Linked DNA regions of Mus musculus: region 1 is linked to region 2. A link is a contact called in public promoter capture Hi-C data. All regions are on one chromosome and are shown on one strand. The core of a region is the stretch at or near the end of the contact, and the rest is flanking DNA. Distances in the headings are between cores, read along the strand shown.

The links. Promoter capture Hi-C pulls out the DNA fragments that hold promoters and counts their contacts.
Region 1: a contact with region 2 is called in a promoter capture Hi-C map of liver, with 3 times the contacts expected there. The contact joins the promoter of Plpp7 here to the promoter of Sh3glb2 in region 2. A contact is called at or near these places in 2 of 39 promoter capture datasets (both in liver) and 1 of 115 datasets of contacts at active chromatin or transcription factors (embryonic forebrain).

Annotation. Positions count from the first base shown.
Region 1 is chr2:32,093,575-32,097,195 of GRCm38.p6, forward strand. Plpp7 (phospholipid phosphatase 7 (inactive)) reads left to right here and starts at 1,954. Exons shown (of 2, transcript NM_145521.4): 1 at 1,954-2,688. The coding sequence starts at 2,238.
Region 2 is chr2:30,357,371-30,360,663 of GRCm38.p6, forward strand. It overlaps Sh3glb2 (SH3-domain GRB2-like endophilin B2), which reads right to left and starts at 1,946. Exons shown (of 12, transcript NM_001289709.1): 1 at 1,773-1,946. The coding sequence starts at 1,835.

The DNA of each region.
Region 1 (3,621 bases), core at 704-3,203, 1.7 Mb after region 2:
TAGAAGCATTTACTTGGGCTTACAGCTTCCCAGGGACAGAGTCCACGGTGGCAGAGCAAAGGCCTGGTGGCGGCAGCAGGAAGATGCAGGCTCACATCTTGAAACACAAAAAAGGAAGTGGACTCAAGATGGCATGGGTCTTTACACACTCAAAACCAGGTAGCCTACCTCCACTAAGGCCACCTAAGCATTCTTAATAGTGCCACCAACTGGGCACCAAGTATTCAGATGTCTGAGACTTTGAGGGACATCTCATTCAAACCTCTCTCTTTCTCTGCAATTTACTATTTATTCTTTTTCTTTGACTTGTTTTATTACTTAATAAACTCATTTATTTAAAACCAAAAGTATAGGCCGGGAGTGGTGGCGCACGCCTTTAATCCCAGCACTCAGGAGGCAGAGGCAGGCGGATTTCTGAGTTCGAGGCCAGCCCGGTCTACAAAGTGAGTCCCAGGACAGCCAGGTCTATACAGAGAAACCCTATCTCGAAAAACCAAAAATAAATAAATAAATAAATAAATAAATCCAAAAGTATGTCTATTATTGTTTGTTCTCTAGACCAGTCAGAAGAACTTGTCTAAAGTCCAGGATGAGGAAGCTCACATGCCTTGTTGCCACACCCAGGAGGGAAGATATGATGTGGTCTGGGCTCTCCCAGTCCAAGCTTGGTCTGAATTAAACACTAAGAGAGGAGACATAGGGTGGTCCCTACTTCATCTGTCTCAGCTGTATGCAACTGGGATTTGCAAGGAACCCCACATTAAGGGCTCTTGGATACTGGCCTCACCTCAGCCAAGAATGGGGACAAAGGCAGGCCATGGGCTGGGTCCTTTTGAACGAACAAGGACTTTGTTCCATATCACATGGAGTCCCACAGAGCACTGTGAGCAGAACAATTACTCAGCGTTTTACAAACTTCTATTTGAGTGCCTTGCACAACTGTAAGAAGTGGGCACTATGATGCCTGTGTTACAGTTAGAAACCCTAAGGTTCGGGAAAGAGGCAGGCTGAGCGAAGCCTTCCAGCTGATATGAGCTGATGTGAGAGGCTCTGACTCTGGAGCCTGCAGGCCTATCTGCTGTGGCTGGAGACAACAGAACCTGAGTTGGCTTCTTGTCCTTAAGACGCTCTGGGGTGGTCTTTGTGCATAAACTCTGGGTCTTGGACTGAGCGGGACAGACGGACAAATCATAATCCCGATGTGATGAGCCCCGGGCAGTCACTTCTGTCAATCTCCAAGAGGCAGATCTCTTCCCAGTTAATTACCCATCTGTCTAACAGAAGGCCAGTTTCACAACAACCATTTAAATGCACCACAGTTTACAACAGCAAAATCAACACTGTATTTTTAAAAAAGGAGGAGGAGAAGAAGGAAGAAGGAAGAAAGAGAGGGAGAGGGGAGAGAAGGGTGAGGGAGAGGGGAGAGAAGGGTGAGGGAGAGGGAGAGGGAGGAGAGGGAGAGGGGAGAGGGAGGAGAGGGAGGAGAGGGAGGAGAGGGAGGAGAGGGAGGAGAGGGAGGAGAGGGAGAAGAGGGAGGAGGAGGAGAGAAGAAGAAGAAGAAGAAGAAGAAGAAGAAGAAGAAGAAGAAGAAGAAGAAGAAGAAGAAGAAGAAGAAGAAAGAAGAAGAAAGAAGAAGAAGGAGGAGGAGGAAAGAAGAAAGGGGATAGTTGACTTAGCCCTAGAGACCCAACATAGAGTGCTCTCAGTGACATCAAAATTCCCCTACAGTCCCTGGGATTAAAGTACCCACTGCCCAGCCAGGGGAACAAGAGGACCTGGCTATGAAGGATCTGCCCTGGTCAAAGCTGGTCAAAGTGTAGCTGGGAAAAGCAGGTGTTAATTTAGAGTCCATCTCTGCTAGGGCCAGAGACCAGAACGGGAAGCAAAGGGTGAATCAAGAACAATGGACTACATTTCCCAGAGTTCTTCAGAGCCCAAGGACCAGCCATTGGCAGATTTAAATAGCCCAGGCCCGAGGCAGCCAGGCCTCAGCTGTGGATTCATCTGCCTGTCCGTGGCTCTATTGGCGCTGGCCCTGTAAGGGTGGGCTCTATTGACTGCCCAGCTGTCATTGACGTCCCCAACGGAGCCGGGTGGCAGCTGGAGGTAAATAGCCATGTGCAAGTCTCCTCTCTATATTTAACAGCTGCTACAGAGAAGGTGGTGGCTCCTGTCTTCTGGGAGAAGGCCCTTGGAACTGGGCTGGGACTGGCCTTCTCATAGTAAGTGAGGTCACCATGCCAGCTTCCCAGAGCCGGGCCCGTGCCAGGGATCGCAACAATGTCCTCAACCGGGCTGAGTTCCTGTCCCTGAACCAGCCCCCCAAGGGGACCCAGGAGCCCAGAAGCTCAGGTAGGAAGGCCTCGGGGCCCTCAACACAACCCCCACCCTCCAGCGACGGGGCACGGGAGCGTCGCCAGTCACAGCAGCTGCCCGAGGAGGACTGCATGCAGCTGAACCCCTCATTCAAGGGCATCGCCTTCAACTCCCTGCTGGCTATTGACATCTGCATGTCCAAGCGACTGGGGGTGTGTGCCGGCCGGGCTGCATCCTGGGCCAGCGCCCGCTCCATGGTCAAGCTCATTGGCATCACAGGCCACGGCATTCCTTGGATCGGGGGCACCATCCTCTGCCTGGTGAGAAGCAGCACCCTGGCTGGCCAAGAGGTGCTCATGAACCTGCTGCTAGGTGAGTGTGCCCGCGGCCATCTGTCTGTCACCCGGCCCGCCAGGCCTTCTGGGAGCCGGCCCAACCCCTTCCAGGATCATCAGGCTCTGTGAGAAACCAAGGAACTCGTGTAATGAGGCTAGGCAGAAAGGGTGCCCCAGAAATGGACAAGCCTCTAGTGTGGGGAGGCAAGGGCCCCCTGCAAATTGGGGGGGGGGAGCGGAGGGCTGGAGCATGCAGAGGCCAGCAGGCACCTCTGGGAATCAATTCTCTGTACAGGGGTGCTGTCCAGGGGCAGAGTACAAAGAGGTCAAGGGGTGAATTTGGGGGCTCTGCTGAGTGGCCTAGTGTGATGTCTTGGTCAGGTTGTTATTCCTAACCAGTTACAGACACTACTGAACTGACCCCAAATTTTCCCCTCTTTCATGCTCAGCTAGAGACCCTACAAATTGCCTAGGATTCTTCTAGAGTCTAAAGGTTCAAGGGACCCACCTAAGGTTTCCTATTACCCACTCTGAGCCACTTGGAGCACTAGCCCGCTCCTCCCCCTGGGATGCCTTTGGAGAAAGGAGCCTGGTTGTCAGTTTCCTTTGCCAAAGTCATTGCCACTAGCCCTCCAAACCAACACTGCCAGGTTCCAGTTGCCATGTGGTACCCATGTGGAAAGCAAGCCATTCCTTCTACCTAGAGATGGTACCCAGCCCCCACCCCACTCATCCTCCTAGCACCTCCTGGTCCCTAGGGTCCTCTGAGAACCTTTGCTCATCCCTGGGAAACACAGGCAAAGCCAACTCCTCCAGTTCTAGAGAGTTCCAGTGAAAACCCTTGTGCCCCTACATCCACTTTCAAAGCATCTAGAGCCCCAGCTCCACGTGGGTACAACCCAGGAGGAAGAAGCTATCACAGTCTTGACAAGCAGGTGGCCGGGTCCGCCCCCACCCAAGGCCCTTACTC
Region 2 (3,293 bases), core at 696-3,195:
CACTGGTCCACACAGGGAATGTGTGCTTGTGTGTCCTGGTGCCTGGCACAGGGACACTGACCCATCGGAGCTGTTACACCTTAGTAATAAAGAACACCTCCATCTTCCTGATGCCTCCCTCCCATGGTAGACGCGTCTCTAGGTCACACTACAGGTGCCTGCCGCCTCTGCTACCTAGTGCCTTGTCTTCAAAGGGGAAGGGGATGGTGCCTGAAACAGTCCAAGGCAGTTACCAGCAAAATGGCATCAGCAGGAGGGTGGGTGTGTGGAGCACAGAAAGTCTCTATTTATAACACTCCCAGCTCCCTCCTCCACCCCAGCCTGGGCCTGGGCCCTGGCTGCAGCTCCAGTGTGACCTGTGTGCCTGCCCCTATCAGGCAGAGTGAGGCCTGGAAGCTGTATGCCACCACTACCTCCGAGTCCTCTCTGTGGGCCTGGCCAGGTCAGATGGCAAGACCCAGCAGTGACAGGAAAGCTGCAGATCAGGTTCTTCCCAGATGTGTGAGATAGTGTGGTTGCCATGCCAACCCTGGGACAGGCTTTCCCCCTCATGCAAGAGACAGAGGAGGCTCAGAGGCCCTCGTATTCTCTCTAGTGCTGGGGTTGCCCACCAAGCTTGGACAGGGAGTGGCAATCCGCACTGGGACACTCAGCCTCAGGGGAGACCTGTGCTTTCTAGTAAACACGACCACATGGGCCTCTGAGGGGGAGAGGAGGAGGCTGCGCCTAGCAGGTCAACAAGGGCAGCATACAGAACTTATTCCTGGGGTACTGAGATGGGTTAGACCAGGGGTACAGAAACCTCAGGAACCCCACCCCCGGCCTTGGAGCAGACAGGGCCTCCCAGCTGAGCCTCATACCTGCTTTACAGAAGGCAGAGTGAGGCTCAGATGGCTTGTCCAAGGTCACTGCAGGATGCACAGGTGCACTTAGCCTCAGCAACTGCACTTGCAGCCAACCCAGGAAAGAGGGCCACTCACCCCATTTCTCAGAGCGAGAAACAGAGGCCCTGAAGTAAAGCTCTCCTGTCCCCCAAGGTCATGAGGAGCATTACCATCCATATCCTGACTCCAGCCTTTTGCTGAGACATGAATTCGCCTCAGTTTCTCTTTCTTCTACCAAATGTTTAGGACTTGTTCCAATATCAGCATTACCGGCCTGGACAGAACCCAAAGAGCCTGCCAGATCCTAGCCTTCTGACATCCTTTAGGCCTGGGAAGTAAAAGGAAACAAGCCTCCCGCAGAGCAGAAAGGAAATAACTCCTGGCTTCCGGCCTGACTCCCCAAGCGTGTGAAAGGGACTGGATGCAACCATTAGCACCAACCTGCCCATTGCACGGGTATGGAGACTGAGGCTCGCAAAAGAGATTGGGGTATTTTTGTGTGGCCCTCAACCTGCCAGCCTGGCCTGGGGCGGGGGAGGGGAGGAAGGCAGACTAGTGCAGAGAGGCCTGAACCACCCAGTGGGCATCCACCTCCCGGGCTGTGCAGGCACCAGGGCAGTGGGCAAACTTGTCAGTGTAAACGGGCACTGCCAGGCGCCCAGGCACCGGAGCCCAGGCCCCCATGGGTTCCGGGCCATAGTGGGGTGCAGCTGACCTCGCTGGGAGCTCCCCTGAGCAGCTCGGGGACAAGAGAACAGGGGCCCTAGCTGTACCCAGAGCGCACAGCCGCTGCTGCAGGAAAGGGGCTCCTGCTGCAGAGAGCCTGCCCGCCCGCCCGGGGCGCGCTCCACATCCGGGCCCCATGAGCGGCGTCGTGCCAGGCCTCACCTGCACCGCCCGAGTGAAGAAGATGCCCGCGTCCGACGCCAGCTTCTTCATGTTGAAGTCCATGGCGCGCCCGTACGCAGGGCCGCCACGCCGGCCCCAGAGCAGCCGGCAGCCCCCCGCCCCGCCTCACGCACCCCGCCGCACCCCGCCCACCTGCTGCCTGCGCCCGCCCTCTGCGCGCGCGCGTCCGCGGCCGAGCCGAGCCGAGCGCGGGGCGGGGCCAGGCGCGCGGGGCGGGGCTTTGGGGAGCGCTGCTGCCCCTGCCGGCCGCGGGCCCCACCAGCGGGCTGTTCGCTCTAATCAACGTTTTACTAAACCGGTTTCCGTGCACCCTGGAGGTCTCTGCGGATGCACTGTAACACTATACTATTGATTATTTTGGTAATTCATTATGCAAATTTTAGTTTTTTTTTTTTAAATAGTTGGGAATATATTCGTTTAAAACAGGGTCTCTCCAGGCCCCTCCTGGCCTAGAACGCCAAATGTAGACCAGGCTGGCATCCAATTCACAGAAACTTCTGCTGGGATTAAAAGTGTGCACCACATCTACCCGTTTTTGTTTTTGTTTGCTTTCCTGTTTTCATTTTTTCCCCCTCTGTGTGTGGCTGTATATTTGTGTTTGTGTCTGTGTGTTCGCTTGCGTGTGCATGAGCACAGGGTGTCGCCGTGACCATGACATTGCAGGGATACTCGCATCACACTGGCCATGGGAGCCCGCGGCCCATGCTTCTGGAATTTACATGACTTAATTTATTTAGGTTCTCAAGGCTGTACAGTTAAGTTCTTTAACCATGGAGCTGTCTTCCCAAACCTGTTTTTGCTTTTAAATGTTATTTTATGTTTTATTATGAGTGTGTGTTTGCGTGTGAGAGCACATGCATGTGAGACAGGGGACACAGAAAGCTGTAGCATGGATGTGGAGATCAGAGAACAACTTTCTAGAGTCCCCTCTTCTTCTTGTATATGAGTTCTGTAGTCCTGAAGATCAAACTCGGGGCAAGCTCCATGACTCGCTGAGCCATCTCTCCGGCCTCCTTTTATTTTGTTTGTTAATTTTTAAAATGTGTTTATGTGTAAGGGTGTTTTGCTTGCATGTACTATGGATTCTATGTGTGTAGTGCCCTCAGACACCGGAAGAAGGTGTTGGATCCCCTGGGACTGACATTACAGATGGCTGTGAGCCACCATCTGAGAGCTGGGAACAGAACCCAGGACCTCTGAAAGAGCAGCCAGTGCCCTTGACTGCTAAGCCATCTCTCCAGCCCCTCCCTCCTTTTCAGATTTATTTCTGTTTTTATTTGTGTGTATGTGAACACACACCACATGTTTACAGAGACCAGAGGAGGGGGTCAGATCTGGCAGAGCTGCAATTAAAGGCAGCTTTGAGAAGCCTCACACGGAGGCTGGGAACCAAATTCTGGTCCTGTGAAAGAACAGTGTGTGGGCTTGACCTCCGATGCACTTTTGCCTGCTTTGTTGTTGTTGTTTATTGGTTTGGGTTTTTTTGGTTTTGGGTTTGGT